Linked DNA regions of Macaca fascicularis: region 2 is linked to region 1. Evidence: chromatin contacts called from public Hi-C data. All regions are on one chromosome and are shown on one strand. The core of a region is the stretch at or near the end of the contact, and the rest is flanking DNA. Distances in the headings are between cores, read along the strand shown.

Region 1 (4,834 bases), core at 1,637-4,136:
TAAGAATGTGAACAGCAGTATCAGGTAGAAACACATCTAAAACCCAGTTCTGTAATTCACTAGGTCTATGGCCTTAGGAAAAGCACTTCCCCTCTCTGGGTCTTAATTTCCTCATTTCTAAAATGGATACTTTTCTCCCAAAGTTGTGAGGATTAAATGAGATGGTGTATGCAAAATATTTAGTAAATTTCCTGGCACCTAGTATGCACTCAACAAGTCTTAGCTACTATTATTATTGTCATTATTATTGTTTTATGAATAATCTTTGTGATTTGGGGACTTAACCTGGTAACTATCATAAAAGAGCTCAATGCATGTTTACTAATTGAACTGAGCTCTGTGGCTAAAAGCTTGAACACTTACATTGCTCTACTTAATTATAAAGGAAACTTTTAAAGTAACATCATCCAAACTCTGGGAAATGCTGGGTTGGCCATCAAATAAGACTGGGAAATGCGAGGTTCCTGCAGAACTTCTCAGAGTCTTCAATGTCACAATGTGAATTATAAATCTCAGCCAGTTGTGATGATCCCAGCACTTGGGAGGCCTAGGTGACAGAAGCACTTAAGCCCAGGAGTTTGAGACCAGCCTGGGCAATACAGTTGAGACTCTGTCTCTACAAAAAATTTAAAAATTAGCTGAGTGTGGTGGTGCATTCCTGTAGTTCCACCTACTTGGAGAGCTGAGGTGGGAGGATAACTTGAGCCCAGAGGATGAGGCTGTAGTGAGCTATAATTGCATCACTGCACTCCAGTCTGGCTGACAAAGTGACATTCTGGCTAAAAAAAAAAAAAAAAAAAAAAAAAAAATCTCCAGAAAAAGCATACAATAAAGACTTCAGTGTTTCCCAAATTTATTGCACAGATTCCTCACCTGGAAAACAATTTTACAACATGATCCCTAAATTCCTCCCTCCTAATTAAAAGGTTAGAATATCAAGCATTTTTCCGATCAAATTATGCTTATGAATACATATATACATAAAAATGATGATTCTTCTTCGAAAGCAAAACCAATTAGATCTTTCTGCATTTTCCCTTTCCAAGGCCCACCCAAAAAGAACTCAATCTCTGATGCTCCATCGTGTATATAACTTAATCCTTTAACTTAAATAGATCAAGTTCATCTAGAGTTTATTTTTAAGTCACTTCTGATTTAATATGCCTTTTTAAAAGCTTACGTTGGTTGACATTAAATCCTAGATGTTAACGCTGACAGGTTCCATGATAAAGACTTGATCATGTAAGAGTAAAACATTTTTTGAAAAACTTACTTTTCAGTAGGTTTCTTATTAAGACAAAATGTTACCCAAATCCAAATCCTCAACAATGTTTAATGTGGTAAAAGCAGTTAATGAAACTGTCACTTTAATCTCCTAAGTAAAAGGGAAGCAGGAAACAAGGAAAGCCTCCATTTGCCTCTATCCCCGTATCTTCCACACAAAGATGCTTCCTGGATGCTCTCACCCTTTGGCATTTTCTCTCTCTGAGCTGAAGACCCTGTTTCCATCTGTGTAGTGGGTATCCTCACACATGGTCGCTTCAGTTTCCATATGCCCAAAGTGAAACTCACAACTGCAGCACAAAACCTTTTTCGGCCCATCCTGGTATCAGCATCATCCACACTTTCAGTCTTCCTCAATGCTTCCTTCACCCTCATCCTCCACCTTCAATCAACTTTCTGCCTCTCAGAAAGCTTTCCAGTTAATCCTTTCTCCAGGAGCCCCACTCTCTTTGCCTTTCTTCTTTTGTCTTTTCTGATCCAACAGAAGGTAGACAGCTTCCTGTTGCTGTTTTTGACATTCCTCTACCCTCTATCCATCCACTACCTTACTGAGAGATGTTTCTAAAATGAAAAGCAGTCCTCACACTCTCCTAGTGACAGTCCTTCAACGACTTGCCTTCTCCGACTGAATACGATGCAATCTGTTCAGCATGCTAGACAAGGCACTGCACAAAGTAGTTGTAACCTACCACTCTAGCTCACCTCTCACCAGGCTCCACTCCTTGGACTCCAGCCTCTCAAAAGGCCCTGTGAGACACACACACACCATTTCTTCTACCATCTAGTATCTGCCACGCCCGACCTTGTCTTACTGGCAAACATACAAATATCTTTCAAGCATACAAATATCTTTTAATACTTACCTCTCGCCAGCCTGCAAAGCAGATCCTAATTCCTGCCCCTTCATAGTGTTGTTATTACCATCTCTGTGTTTCCCTCACAATTAATATCTTCCTTTATTAGTATGCTCTTTAAGTTCTCCTCAGGACGGAGTTTCTCAAGATTGTAGATATTCTCTTTTCTCCTCCATTTCTGCTCTATACAGCCCTACACAATGGCAGATACATAGTGGGTGCCCATTCATGTCTGTTCAGTGACTGAAAAATAAATGAATGAATGAAATCCAAATAGATTTTAAGGCTTTGATTTTAGAAACTGCTATGTTAAACATAAGGAAAGCCACAAAAATATGTCAAATCTTGTATTCTCCAAAAAAAACACGGAATATCTTGAGTGGAAAGAGTGAGTTATTAGGTAATTCTTTGTGTGGGTCCATTTGTGTCTGTGAACATAAAGATGTTCACTTTGGTGTATTGTGCCACTGAATTGAATGTCATCAGAGCAAATTTAAAGCCCCATTCCACAATGAAAGGAAATTGGTGGTTCTGAAGTTGACTGGAGTAGAACGTAAAGTAAGTTATCATTTGTTTCTTTGGCTTAAAATTTCCCAAAATAACTCAAGGCTGTATTTCCATGGCCATTGTCTTATGCTGGTAGAGCACCACCCCTGAGAGGAAAATCTGCCCACGTGTTAGCAAAAGCTTGAAATTCATTAGGCCAGGCGCTGAGAGGCGGACACGTGTGCTGCTCTGCCCAGCAGAGGGCGCACAGCCCCCAATACCGTGCAACGCCGGCCAACAAAGCGGGCTGGCGGGACTGGGTGAGGTTGTTCAACAAACCCAAGCCTTTGAATCCGGGTCAGCGTGCTGACCTCCTGTCCTTGCCTGCTCCTTGGCATTCTGTTCTGTTCTTCCCACTCACAATGAGGTGTTAGTGAACCTCCAGCTCTCAGGCAAATCAATTTGGGAGCAAATAGGGAGAGGGCAAAGGTGAGGCTCTTCACTCAGGAGTGTGATGATTTCTTGGAAAAGGAAGCTTTAACTCACTCCTACTTGGCCTTACAGCGACAGAAAGCACCCTAAACTGGCTGTAGCCTACATTCTAATTCTTTCCTTCTGTAAGTGAATATAGGACGATCAAGGTAGGGGTTTTCAATAGGCCCCTGTCCCCAAACTGAATGAAAATGACTTTCTACTCTTACTAATTTGGTTTAGATATTTTAGGCATCGGAAGTGTAATGCTAAGATCACTACTCTATTAAAAGGCTCAATGGCATAAAGTCCTTCACCTAAGTACATTACTAATACTTAATGAGCTTGTAGAAGAGGAGAGAAAACATGACATCCTCTCACATTCTAAAAACAGATGCTTCTGTTGATCAATGTAAGAAGGGCCAGTGATCTAGAAAGAAAAAATTAAACATATAAAATAAACGAAGCAGAGTCATGTAACATTCAAGGAAACCTTTAAGTTCCCACGCTTTTTCTGAGAAAAACAAGGGACCATCATAGGCCTTGCAGGGAGATTGCTTGTCTGCTCTGTTAATCATTAAACCTGTTAAAGGGGAGGAGATAGCAAGGGCCTCGGGCGAACACTCAGAAAGATGTCACAAAATACTTTTTTCTTCCTTCAAAATATGCCTCAAGCACAGAAATGAGAAGCCTGCCCGGAATTTTACCCCCACATTAAGGAACCTCCCCCACTCCTATGCAAAGGTCTAGAAGCAGGAGGGAACATGGTTACTGAAAAATAGTGGCCACCTCAGGATGGGCTAAAGGACAAAATGGGGACTGGGGTTAATGAAAGATGAAGGTTGGTGTAACTCACTGTAAATAGCGCTAAGGGTATGATCTATATCAAACTCACGAGAAGCCACTGAGGAATTTTAAACAGGGGAATGACATGAGCAGATTTGCATGTTGGGTAGATCATTCTAGAAATAGAAAATAGTGGGGCAAGCTTATGCATATCAAACATGAAATGTCAAATTAAATTTCATGCTTACTAATTATGATAGGGCATGGCAAGATCATTAACTTATTTTTGAAAAGCAGGACATACCAAATAAGAAGGGGAATTTTTCTCATTTCTAGTCCACTTGACTTATACCCTAAACCCAGGGCCTCATGCCTTGAACAATGCTAAGGGCTACTATTCATGCAGACCACAAGGCCAAGAACCATCTAAATCCAGAATAAAATCTCAAGTGATTTGAGATTTTATCACTACTATCTTACTTTCCAATCATAAAAGTATTATTCATTATACAGGAACTTAATTACACAAAAAAACTTATGGAACAGCTACTATATTTAATCCATTGTACTAGACTCTTTTGGGAACTCTGAGATCAATAAAATGTAATCTTTGTCTTTAGAAATTCAGAGACTACTTCAAATCAAGTAGAGGAAATCACTTGTTTTTTATTTGGTTTATAGGTAACCTTGGGCACACAAGAATACCAATGAAAGCACTTTCGTTATCATTATGCATTTGTAATAAATATTCCTATGTATCTAAACCTTTTTAGTCTCTAATGTCCAGTTATGCAAGCATAAATATAGAGTCTGAACTTAGGAAAATCAAATTTAAATCAACGTATTTTCTATACTCTTAGGTTGCATTTCCTTCAAAAATAGAGGTTAGATATTCTTAAAAACACATCAGCACCAACTAGAGAATAACCATAAAAAATAATAGGATGAAGAAT
Region 2 (4,834 bases), core at 767-3,266, 300 kb after region 1:
AATGCCAGAAGCAAACTTAAGAAGGAAACAGCCTACTTCACAGCCATACTTATACATGAATATGATTTGTTCAAGTCTCCAGTACAGATTCACTTCAGTACTTAACATCTTACAAGCTTTCTCCCATTGTTATATTATTTGCCTAATACTAAATTATATTATAATAGTAACTGGTACCATATCAGAACTCAGTTACTTTCCCCCGAGGCAGTCTGCACCTGAACTGAGATCTATCAGGGTACTGTATTGGTGCTAAGCACAGCTACTCAGAATTTCAACAAGATTTGCACTGGACCCCACTAGGAACAAACCAGGACATGTAACTACATCCGAATCCAACTGTTTCCAGAATCTAGTCCTGTGTGATTTATTTGAGCTGAAGAGCCCTGACCTCCACACAGAGCCACCAGGCTAGACTCTTAGCTGTGAGGTAATGTCTGTGCCCCTTCAAAGAGGAGCTATGCCAGGCCTCACCCAAACTCCTCCAACCAAGGCCTCCATCTTGGGTCAATTTGAACCCGTTCTTTGGTTTTATGTCCACGGTTCTAGGAACTACAACAATGATTTCCAGCACTGAAGGAAATCAGTCTCTTTTCTCCAAAACACATACACATACACACACATACGCACACACACACACATACAAAACCCACTTTCTAGTTCAATAAAGTCCTTCAATACAAGATGATCGATCTAGGACAAGTAACAAGTTTTAAGCAGTGGAACATCTGTTTCAAAAAACTACCAGAAGGTGGAATTGTTCTGGCTGAAATGGGGTGGGAATACTTAGAAAACTGTATAACTGGTTTCTACCCAGGCTATCCCCCACCTAGGCCCTGGAATACTCCTCCTCATGTCCCAAATATTCCTTCCCACCCTAGCTCTGTCCCCACCCTACCAACCTCACAGAAATACAGTTTTAAAACCAGAAACGATGAGTCTCACAACAGCTAAAACGATCCCCAACTCCTATATTGCTCAAGGACAGTACTGTTCTCATTAAATAGATGGAACTATTAATAAGTAGAGTTGCTTCACTATACCATCACTTACTTATGATCCTAATGCAATTTTAGCATATGCGACCAAAGGATTTATTCGAAAGATGTACAACCTGATTTCCTGAAGGAAATTTGCTTTTAAGCATAATTAAGGATCCCTATGATAAGTAAACAACAGAATTGTTTATACCTCTTCAGTTGCTCTTGGAAGTCCTAAAGGGGAAATTATGTAGAAGAAAAGGTCACATAATTATTTCTCAAAAGTAGGATGAAGATAGAAAATGAAACTAAACATGCAGCATTGTATCATCTGCCTATACAGTACAACGGGCTCGAGTCCCCCTGCCTCAGTTAGAATCCCACTTACACCACAGACTTGTGACCTTGCACAGTTCTCTAAACCTCTATGCCTCAGTTTCCACACCTGAAAGTGGAGATAATAGCAATAACTATTGTAAGGGCTGTTGTAAATATTTAATATATGTAAGGTATTTAAAAACATAGTAATCATTCATAAATGTTACATCTGATAATTATTATAATGATTAAGATAGTATTACTAGGACTAATGACTGAATATTCAAAATGGCCTTTGATTCTTTTAGACAATTTTAGCCAAATATGATAGGCATAGAAAATATAAAAACACATTAGTTCTGCACATATATTAAGAATACAAGAAAAGCTGAAAAGATCCTAAAGGAATTAGAGATTTATTACTTTTACTTTCTTTGCACCACCTTCTATTTTACCTCTTAGCGAAATACATTTAAAACACTATATGTCAATTAGAGGGAATTCTGAGTTTAAAAAATCATTAATAGTCTTTGAACAGTTCTAAGTGCTTTTATTCTTTGTGCAATAGTTACCCTTGGACATTATGTTACCTTATTTATGTTAACTTTAGAAATTTTGTTTTAAATCAAAGACTGCCAAATCTTTTCTAAGAAGTGGCCCAGAGGATGGCAGCTATTACGCCAGTAGCTGGCACATCTGCCTTAATTTTATCTGCTCTTGGACTGCCCAGTGACCTATATTCTTCAGACTGTGGCAACCTCCTGGCCAACTGGTTCCAAAGTAACCAGGATCTTCAAACAAAAATTTTGTTTTGCTTTAACAAGAACCCCAAATCCGTAAGGATCAAGGCATACACAAGCATTAAGGCAAATATTCAAAAGCTACCTAGCCAAAAACTTTAGAACTAAAGGGGCTGGGGGTTCATACAATCCATGCCTTAATTTACCAGAAAACCAACTTTTCAATATTCTAGCTTGTCAGTGCTAATTAATCAAAAGTTTGGAGAAGCCTCTGAAATGTAATCTAATGTATTTGCTATCACCTACTCTTTCATTCCCAATAAATCTCCAAGCATTTTTTAATGGGTAAGCATTATCAACATTCTTTGCAATTTTAAGGTTATAAAAACAAGCATTTAAAATATTCTATTTCCTTTACTTTTTAAAACCAAAAGAGAAATCTCCACAATTTTTTGCTCTTACAAGGGTGAGTATACATATTTTTATAAAGGTAGGCCCCCATTTTGTGGGCTTCTCAGAGATTACTCCTGAAAATCATTTTTGTCATTGTTCCTTTTGTTAAATATGAATCTATACCCAATCTCAATTAATTAAACCATTCAATAAACTAGAAGCCTTATACTCCCTTTAACAACTGAGTGATGTTGCCATACAAGATTCTCCTCAAACTCTATTAATTTTAATAATGCTATATTTAGATAATGAGCTGAAGGCTACAATTTCCGAAAAAGTTCTAAGAAGAGTTTTTTTAAAACAAAATTACCACAGCATGTTGCCCTCTTTTCCTCTCTAAAAAATGGAAAGAAATTAAGCTAAAAATCCCATAAAGTTTAAGAAAGAAATTCAGCTCTGTTTATTTATTTACTCTGCCCCTAAGCTTCTATGGGTAGTTTTCATAGAGACTATTTCATATTTTCATAGAAACTATTATTCACAAAAGCTATAACTATTAGTTCAACACACCAATAATAACAGGAGCCACCTTTTATTGAGGGCTTACTAGAGTCAGATACTGCACGAAACACTTAGTACAATGATCTCTTTTAATTCTCCAGGTCTGTCTGACCCCAAAGCTCAAGTTCTCCCAAATTTGCCTGCTATATTGCCTTTGAGTCCCTTGAAATCAAGGGCCAGTTCTTCCTCATCTGGAGGCTTTCAGGACTAAAACACTGCCTACCCCACAGGGGACTCAATTAATTATTTTTTAATTGGTTTGTCAAGAGTCATTTGAAAGCAATGGACTGAAACCATGGTAGGGGGAAACCTACACTTGCCCTACAGCTCATAATTCAAAAATACTTCTGAAGCAAGGCCAGCTATTAGGTTTGGTACCCACCAGAATAATAGCAAACTTGACATTTGTTAAAGAGATAATGGAAACAGATTAGAAGAATTCTAGAATCTGCCAAAAAAAAAAAAAAAAAGACACACATCCACGACGTATCCAGCTTAGTTTGGATACAGTCAGAAAAGAAATGTTTGTTTCAGTTTTTTGTTGTTGTTTGTTTTGTTTTGTTTTGAGACAGAGTTTTGCTCTTGTTGCCCAGGCTGGAGTGCAATGTGCAATCCTGGCTCACTCCAACCACCACCTCCCAGTTTCAAGCGATTCTCCTGCCTCAGCCCCCCCAGTAGCTGGGAATACAGGCACGCACCACCACACCCAGTTAATTTTTGTATTTTTTAGTAGAGATGGGGTTTCACCAGGTTGGCCAGGCTGGTCACAAACAGAAACAAGTTTTAAAACCTTAAATCCATGGTTCCTATTTATTCTAGAACATAACTGCTTAATGTCTCTAGGCTTCCTTTTCATCAAACTAAAAGAAGAATAAGCAAAAATTTTATAAATACATATATACATGTATGTATACATATATCTCCCAGTTACATAGTACGTGTCCAGCATGATTATTATTACTGTTATTACTAATACAACAATTATATTAAGCATGTGATAGAATCATATGCCTGTTTATACCTTCACATTTTAGTGCTTTAGTGTGACTATGGTAAAATAAATAAATACAAAGTCACACAAGAAGAGACAGATATATATCATTTACATTTTGACTTTTTAAAAAAAATCCTTGACATGGGTTTAAGGGAAAAAAAAGAAAAAGATTCCCAATGTTACCTAATATGCCATGATTTAACAGCACTTTGACATTTTTCTAAGGAATGATAGCAAAGTACTGCATATCTTCAAACTTGGAATTTACTGCCTGTCTGAGTCTCTGCTTCTGCCAAATTAAATATACAGTATAATGTCCCTACCAGAAATAACATAGCACAGCTTCCTGCTCTACTCCTTGGTTGAATAAGCCCAAACTGGAACAAGGAAGATGTTATTTTATTTAATCATATAAATAATTGTTTCCTTCAACCTCTTGAGTTAGAAGCTACTTCAGAAGAAAAGTTTAGAAGAAATTATCATGTGAATTATCAGCCCATTTAAAGGAAAATTCCCATTGAAAGGCTCATGAAAGAGCATAAAAAAAGAATTCTCATTAATGAACTACTCAGAAAGTCAACTACCCCGAGCTATTGCATACCACCTGAACTCCTGGGGTCTCCCATTGGTCTGCAAAGCACAGACCACATCATAGAATAGACAGCAGAGGGCTTCCATCCAGCAAACATCACCCAAATTTTTTTGGAAGAGTCCTGTATAGTAGCACATACAGAAATAGGATAGTATTTGAAAAAGACATTGCTTGGGAATCAAAGAAAGGTTGGTGGGCTTTTTAAGGTAAAAACTATGATCTGGCTATGTGCGGTGGCTCATGCCTGTAATCCCAG

Evidence for each region. A called contact is a pair of places that touch in the nucleus more often than the background predicts.
Region 2: a contact with region 1 is called in a Hi-C map of liver, with 2.8 times the contacts expected there. The contact joins two enhancer-like sites. A contact is called at or near these places in 2 of 2 Hi-C or Micro-C datasets (liver and skeletal muscle).

Annotation. Positions count from the first base shown.
Region 1 is chr3:89,761,260-89,766,093 of T2T-MFA8v1.1, forward strand. All of the region lies in intron 13 of SUGCT (succinyl-CoA:glutarate-CoA transferase), which reads right to left. Among named protein-coding and RNA genes, the nearest start is that of SUGCT, 500 kb to the right of the region's middle. Within about 2 kb of position 2,887, at least 1 of the 6 cell types and tissues checked has an H3K27ac peak or open chromatin away from gene starts, as enhancers often do. A contact at or near this core is called in liver, where this site is marked.
Region 2 is chr3:90,058,350-90,063,183 of T2T-MFA8v1.1, forward strand. All of the region lies in intron 10 of SUGCT (succinyl-CoA:glutarate-CoA transferase), which reads right to left. Among named protein-coding and RNA genes, the nearest start is that of SUGCT, 200 kb to the right of the region's middle. Within about 2 kb of position 2,017, at least 1 of the 6 cell types and tissues checked has an H3K27ac peak or open chromatin away from gene starts, as enhancers often do. A contact at or near this core is called in liver, where this site is marked.